Linked DNA regions of Sus scrofa: region 1 is linked to region 2. The links are chromatin contacts, called in public HiChIP or PLAC-seq maps. All regions are on one chromosome and are shown on one strand. Each heading gives the region's core, a stretch centred on a gene start, on an enhancer-like site or on the middle of the called end of the contact. The rest is flanking DNA. Distances are from core to core; before and after follow the strand shown.

Evidence for each region. HiChIP or PLAC-seq counts read pairs in DNA pulled down with a chosen protein or histone mark.
Region 1: an H3K27ac HiChIP or PLAC-seq map of alveolar macrophages shows a contact between it and region 2. The contact joins two enhancer-like sites. A contact is called at or near these places in 1 of 5 promoter capture datasets (fetal liver) and 1 of 2 datasets of contacts at active chromatin or transcription factors (alveolar macrophages).

The regions. Positions count from the first base shown.
Region 1 is chr5:58,260,753-58,263,705 of Sscrofa11.1, forward strand. No RefSeq gene overlaps it. Among named protein-coding and RNA genes, the nearest start is that of ATF7IP, 110 kb to the left of the region's middle. Within about 2 kb of position 1,334, at least 4 of the 83 cell types and tissues checked have an H3K27ac peak or open chromatin away from gene starts, as enhancers often do. A contact at or near this core is called in alveolar macrophages, where this site is marked.
Region 2 is chr5:57,586,954-57,590,088 of Sscrofa11.1, forward strand. It overlaps ARHGDIB (Rho GDP dissociation inhibitor beta), which reads left to right. Exons shown (of 6, transcript NM_001244240.1): 3 at 582-665. Among named protein-coding and RNA genes, the nearest start is that of ERP27, 11 kb to the right of the region's middle. Within about 2 kb of position 1,713, at least 13 of the 83 cell types and tissues checked have an H3K27ac peak or open chromatin away from gene starts, as enhancers often do. A contact at or near this core is called in alveolar macrophages, where this site is marked.

The sequences.
Region 1 (2,953 bases), core at 84-2,583, 670 kb after region 2:
AGCTGTGGTGTAGGTTGCAGACGCGGCTTGGATCTCGCGTTGCTGTGGCTCTGGCGTAGGCTGGTAGCTACAGCTCCGATTAGACCCCTAGCCTGGGAACCTCTATGTGCCGCGGAAGCGGCCCAAGAAATGGCAAAAAGACAAAAAAAAAAAAAAAAAAAATCCAACGGTATTCTAATTTGTTGGGTTTGCCTATCTCTTTGGCAGAATGAGGGTTTAGAGGGCCAGACTGTGCTTAGTCTGAAATACTGACAATATCTGTCTGAATCTTTAAGACTTTATAAGTTTGAATGTTGGGCATGATTAAAGCAGTTTAGAAATGACATTTAAAAGCAAATTAGGAGTTCCCGTTGTGGCTCAGTTGTTAACAAATCCGACTAGGAATCTTGAGGTTGTGGGTTCAATCCCTGGCCTTGCTCAGTGGGTTAAGGATCCGGCATTGCCATGAGCTGTGGTGTAGGTTGCAGACGCAGCTCGGATCTGGTGTTGCTGTGGCTCTGGCGTAGGCCAGCAGCTACAGCTCCTATTAGATCCCTAGCCTGGGAACCTCCACATGCCGTGGGTGCGGCCCTAGAAAATTTAAAAAGACGAAAATAATAATAATAATAAAAATCAAAGCAAATTAACTTTTTTCTCGTAGCTGATGTTATGTCTATGATATTCTGGTTGTAGTTTGTCACTGTGTCTGAAATGATGCTTTATATATATTTTATGAATAAAAGTTATTAAACTTGCTTTTAAGCACAGTTTATAGATTTTCTTATATATCTACAACCCAAGCTTTAAAAAGTTAATAATTTATGCAAATTTTATAAAGATATTATATAATATTTTATATTTATAGATATATGTCTCTTGGATTTGAGGAATTTTTTTTTGTCTTTTTAGGGTCACACCCCTGGCATATGGAAGTTCCCAGGCTAGAGGTTGAATCAGAGCTACAAGCGGCCAGCCTACTCCACAGCCATAGCAACAAGGGATCTGAGCCATGTCTGCAACCTACATCACAGCTCACGGCAATGCTAGATCCTTAATTCACTGAGCAAAGCCAGGGATTGAACCCACATCCTCACAGATACTAGTCAGGCTTGTTACCGCTGAACTGCAATGGGACCTTCCGAATTTGAGGAGTTTTATCAGTTAAGTCCTGGGATATATGTACTTTTGTGAATAATCACCTTCCTAGAGCCATGCTGTTATTTGATAATAGTTAAGTATTTCTGCATTTCGTTATTTAGGACTAACGGTTCATTTAATAGGTTATTCCCATTTAGGAAGTTAGCAGTGACAGTTGTGGAAAATACCTTAAACATTTCTAAATAGTGCTATACTTTACCAATGCTGCCATCTCCTGGATGCATTCATGCACTGTAGCAATCAAAGAAGCTTACAGTTCATATACAGTGGTTTCCAAAAGGAATGTGGCATGTGGATTTAAAAAGTTTTCATTTTCTCTTTTTCTTTTGTTGTGTTTAGTTTGAAAAGACTTGGATATTTATATATTTCCTAACAACCTCCTGCTGGAGTCAGAATGGTGTAGTACTAGAGTGTAAAATGGATGTACTAAATATTTTAATTTTGTCCCTCTAGATTTATTATCCATTCTTCTCTGCTCTACTTTGTGTCCCAGGAGGTAGAGACTGATCTATATGGACTGTATCAATAAAATTCCTTGACTTTTAACTTCTGATTGAATCTGGGCAATAGGAAGCATTCAAAGACAATCAAAGAGAGAGAAGAGAGTAAAGCTGAGGTGTTCATTTCCCCCCACTCCTCTTCCTATGAGGTCACAGGGCTCTACTCCTTAACTGAAAGTCGTATTTTCTGGCAAGGAGCCTTACCGAAGTATCTCCCTCTATCTAAAGGAAGTAGTAATCACTTTGTCCTCTGTCCTTTATGACCAAGGACGGTAACAGTAGCTATGTGTTGTGAAACCTAGAGCCCTTCACTATTCCCTGTGGTCACCCAACATTCTGCCCAACATTTTGAAAATGATCCTTTTATTAACTATTCATTAAATCACTCCAGCTTGAGTATATTCCCTGCTAGTCTTCTGAAAAAAACAACAGGAACAGTAGGCGTTATCCATAGATAAGGGTTAACTAAATTAAGACCTGATTAGTTCTTAAACAGTGTTGGAGAAAAGAGATAAAGATGAAAGCAGTTAGGGAGTTCCTGTCATGGCTCAGTGGTTAACGAATCTGACTAGGAACCACAAGGTTCCGGGTTCCATCCCTGGCCTTGCTCAGTAGGTTAAGGATCTGGTGTTGCCGTGAGCTGTGGTGTAGGTTGCAGACGCGGCTGGGATCCCACGTTGCTGTGGCCCTGGTGTAGGCTGGCAGCTACAGCTCCGATTCGACCCCTAGCCTGGGAACCTCCATATACTGTGGGTGTGGGCCTAGGGGGAAAAAAAAAAAAGATGAAAGCAGTTAGAAAGAGAAGGATAATGATGGAGGCCAAAGATTATCCGATATTAGAATAATTGCTATTCTTTTAGTGGTTAGAAGCATCCCACCCCCCACCCAAATGGAATACTTGTATTGAATATCTTTATAGGAAAGATTCAGATGTAAAAGAAGAAAAATTTCTTGATAAAAAGGAATAGCTAAATCATCAGATCAAAACTTTACACAATATCAGAAAAATTGATATAGATAGAATGATCAACAATAAGACATGAGAAAAAAAATCATCTTTAAGCAAACAGCTCCCCTCTGAAGTTCCCTGAAAGGAGCAAAAAGAGGGTTTATACTAATATTTAATTCCAGAAGGCATCAAGATTTACAAAGTTCTAAGGCTAAGAAATGTATTAGATTGTAACCAAATATGGCAGATTTCCTTAGTGTCAGGTAACTTCTTGGTTAAAAAATACCCAGAATATCATATTTCACAATAGTCATTTCCAAAGGAGTCTTACTTTTATTTGTAGTCACCAATGAGTATTTTACCATAA
Region 2 (3,135 bases), core at 463-2,962:
GAGTTCTCTGGTGGCTCAGTGGGGTAAGACCCAGTGTTGTCACCACTTCTAGCCTGGGAATTTATGCATACAATGGATGCATAAAAAGTAAAAAAAAGTAAAAAAAAAAAAAAAAAAGCATTGCATACTACCACTCAGAATTGTATTTTCTTCATGATATCTCTCATTCTCTCTCTTTCTTCTCTTTCTCCTTCTCACTTGTACTTAACCATCCATCTCTTCCACATACACAATGGCAGACTAAGACATGGCCTAAAGATATGCATGGGCCATGCTCAACCATCGGAGTACCTTACCCATAACCACTCAGGCAATGTTTGCTATTGATGATTAAAATGGACCTACAAGCCCTGGAAGCAGAAATAGCATCACTGGAATTAACAAAAATCACTAAGATCAAGCATGGTGAATCTGCCACTTCCTTTTCTATTTCTTCTCCAGACAGAGATGTCCCTTTTCCTTTTCTCTCTCTCTATTCTATTTGAAATGGGTGCGCGCGCGCGCGCACACACACACACACACACACACACACAGTGTATATGCCTCTTCTCTGTGCTCACATTCCCTTTTGAACCCTGCAGACCCTTCGGCCCCCAATGTCACTGTCACCCGCCTCACCCTGGTTTGTGAAAGTGCCCCAGGACCGATCACCATGGACCTCACGGGTAAGTGGACACATCTGTTCTGTTCAGCGGGGCCTAATGGTATCACTGGGAAAATTTGGCCTTTGTCCCCTGTCCCCACAAAAGCAAACCCCAGTAAGGTGATTTCTAATAAGTTCTCTTGGGACTGGTTCACAGGTCATTGCTCTCAGAGTACACAATATTTATCGTGCTTAATGAAAAGCCCAACCTCTGTCTCTATTTCACGGAAAAATGAGCTGGCATAAGTACTTGAATCATATTTCCTTCAGATTTTTATCATCACATGATAGCAGAAAACTGATCATTCATGTAAAAAGACTGCTGATGGAAATACTAAAGAGCAAGCTGTGTGCCTCTGATATTGTAATATTTATACAATCTAAACACCAGAGAAAATATTGATTTTTTTTTTTTTTTTGCCATTTCTTGGGCCGCTTCTATGGCACATGAAGGTTCCAGGCTAGCGGTCCAATTGGAGCTGTAGCCACCGGCCTACACCACAGCCACAGCAATGCTAGATCTTTAACCCACTGAGTGAGGCCAGGGATCGAACCCGCAACCTCATGGTTCATAGTTGGATTTGTTAACCACTGAACCATGATGGGAACTCCAAAAATATTGATCTTATATCAGCTATAGAACTTACCTGAAGGCAAGAAGCAGTCTAAGACCTCCTGAGGAATGCCAGGAATTCCACTGTTAAATGCTTATTAGTTTAGCTTAAAGCTCTGATTCTTTTAGAGAAGCAAATTCTGCCACAAAAGATGGGCAAGTTAAGATGTTATTCTCTTTCACTTTCTTGTGACAAGGGTCAAGTTCTCTCCTGAGACATAGGTCTGGAGGAGAATAAGGAAAGGCTGAGAATGTGGCTGTTGAGGGAGAAATGGGCAACGGAAAGGGATGAGAAAAGAGCCACTGAGCTAGAGGTTGGAAGCCTCAAAGGCAGGTTTTTAGTGAAAAAAGAAAACATTATTACCAGATTCAAAAACTGGACCCATGAGACAGAGCAAAGCGTGACTCTAGAACAGCAGGCTTGACAGTGAGTTGGTTCTGCTCTCACAGGATGCAGCCATGCTTTACCTTATACGGGCTTTTTTGTCACAGGGAGGAAATTGGAGGCTGAGAAGACATACTTCCTGTTCAACTGAAATCACTAGTTCAGGCTCACAAACTCAACCACCCCCACATTCTAGCATTTCTCCAGGAGAGAACTCCCTCCCTCTCTCTCACGGTGCTCTTGGACCTCTTCCTGTGTGAAATTGCATGTCGTTATCATTTTGCATGGTCAGGTCTGAATTAGCACTAAGGAAATCTGTTCTGTTCAGAAGGGCTGGATGAAATTGCCAGAAATGCTTGGTCTCTGTCCCTTGTCCCAGCAGTAAGAAATACAAATTTCATTTTCTGTCACACACAAAAAAAGCTATTGAGTTCCCATTGTGGCTCAATGGTAAAGAACCTGGCTGGTATCCATGAAGATGTGGGTTCGATCCCAGGCCTCACTCAGTGGGTTAAGGATCTGGCGTTGCCATGAGCTGCAGTATAGGTCGCAGACTCAGCTTGGATCCCACATTGCTATGGCTGTGGCAGAGAATTCCACTCCTAGCCTGGGAACTTCCCTATGCTGCAGGTGTAGCCCTAAAAAAGACAAAAAAAAAAAAAGCTGTTGAGATGAATCCCAGGTAATTACATAGCATGTTGGTACCAGCTCTGTGTTTGAAGCATCTACATAGACATGTACAAAACACACACACACACAGTCACTCCAAATGTCAAATTACACAGGGTCACATTGGGAGAGGAACAGAGAAAAATCACCTCTCTAACCAGGGAACAGCAATGAGGGGCAGATCTCAGTGTTACAGAGCCTAAAGCTTTTATCACTTCAGGGACTTTCCTTAAGAAAAATGACATGAACTTGCAAACCCAAAAGCGAAATTAAATACCAACGTAATTATTTACTTAGAAAGATAAAAAGGGAACCACTTGGAAAAAAGACTTGTGGCTGCCTGATGGGAGGGGGAGGGAGTGGGAGGGATCGGGAGCTTGGGCTTATCAGACACAACTTAGAATAGATTTACAAGCAGATCCTGCTGAGTAGCATTGAGAACTTTGTCTAGATACTCATGTTGCAACAGAACAAAGGGTGGGGAAAAAATGTAATGTATACATGTAAGGATAACTTGATCCCCTTGCTGTACAGTGGGAAAATAAAATAAAATTAAATTAAAAAAAAAGGGAACCAAAGGAGACCACTATTAAAAGCTAGAAAACATCATAAAGGTTAACAAACCTATAAAAACTGAGTAAGCTGTTACTCTTATACAACGTTTTTCCTTATATGTCTCTGTTTGAGGGGTGGGGGCAGTCTTTAATCACAATATCTTGCATATTCTTAGGGTTGCAGTCAAATGTGGGGAAAAGCTCAGTCATATGTCTTTCATTTCTAGCTGTAAGATTTCAGGCATTTCAAACGTGTGTGTGTTTGTGTGTT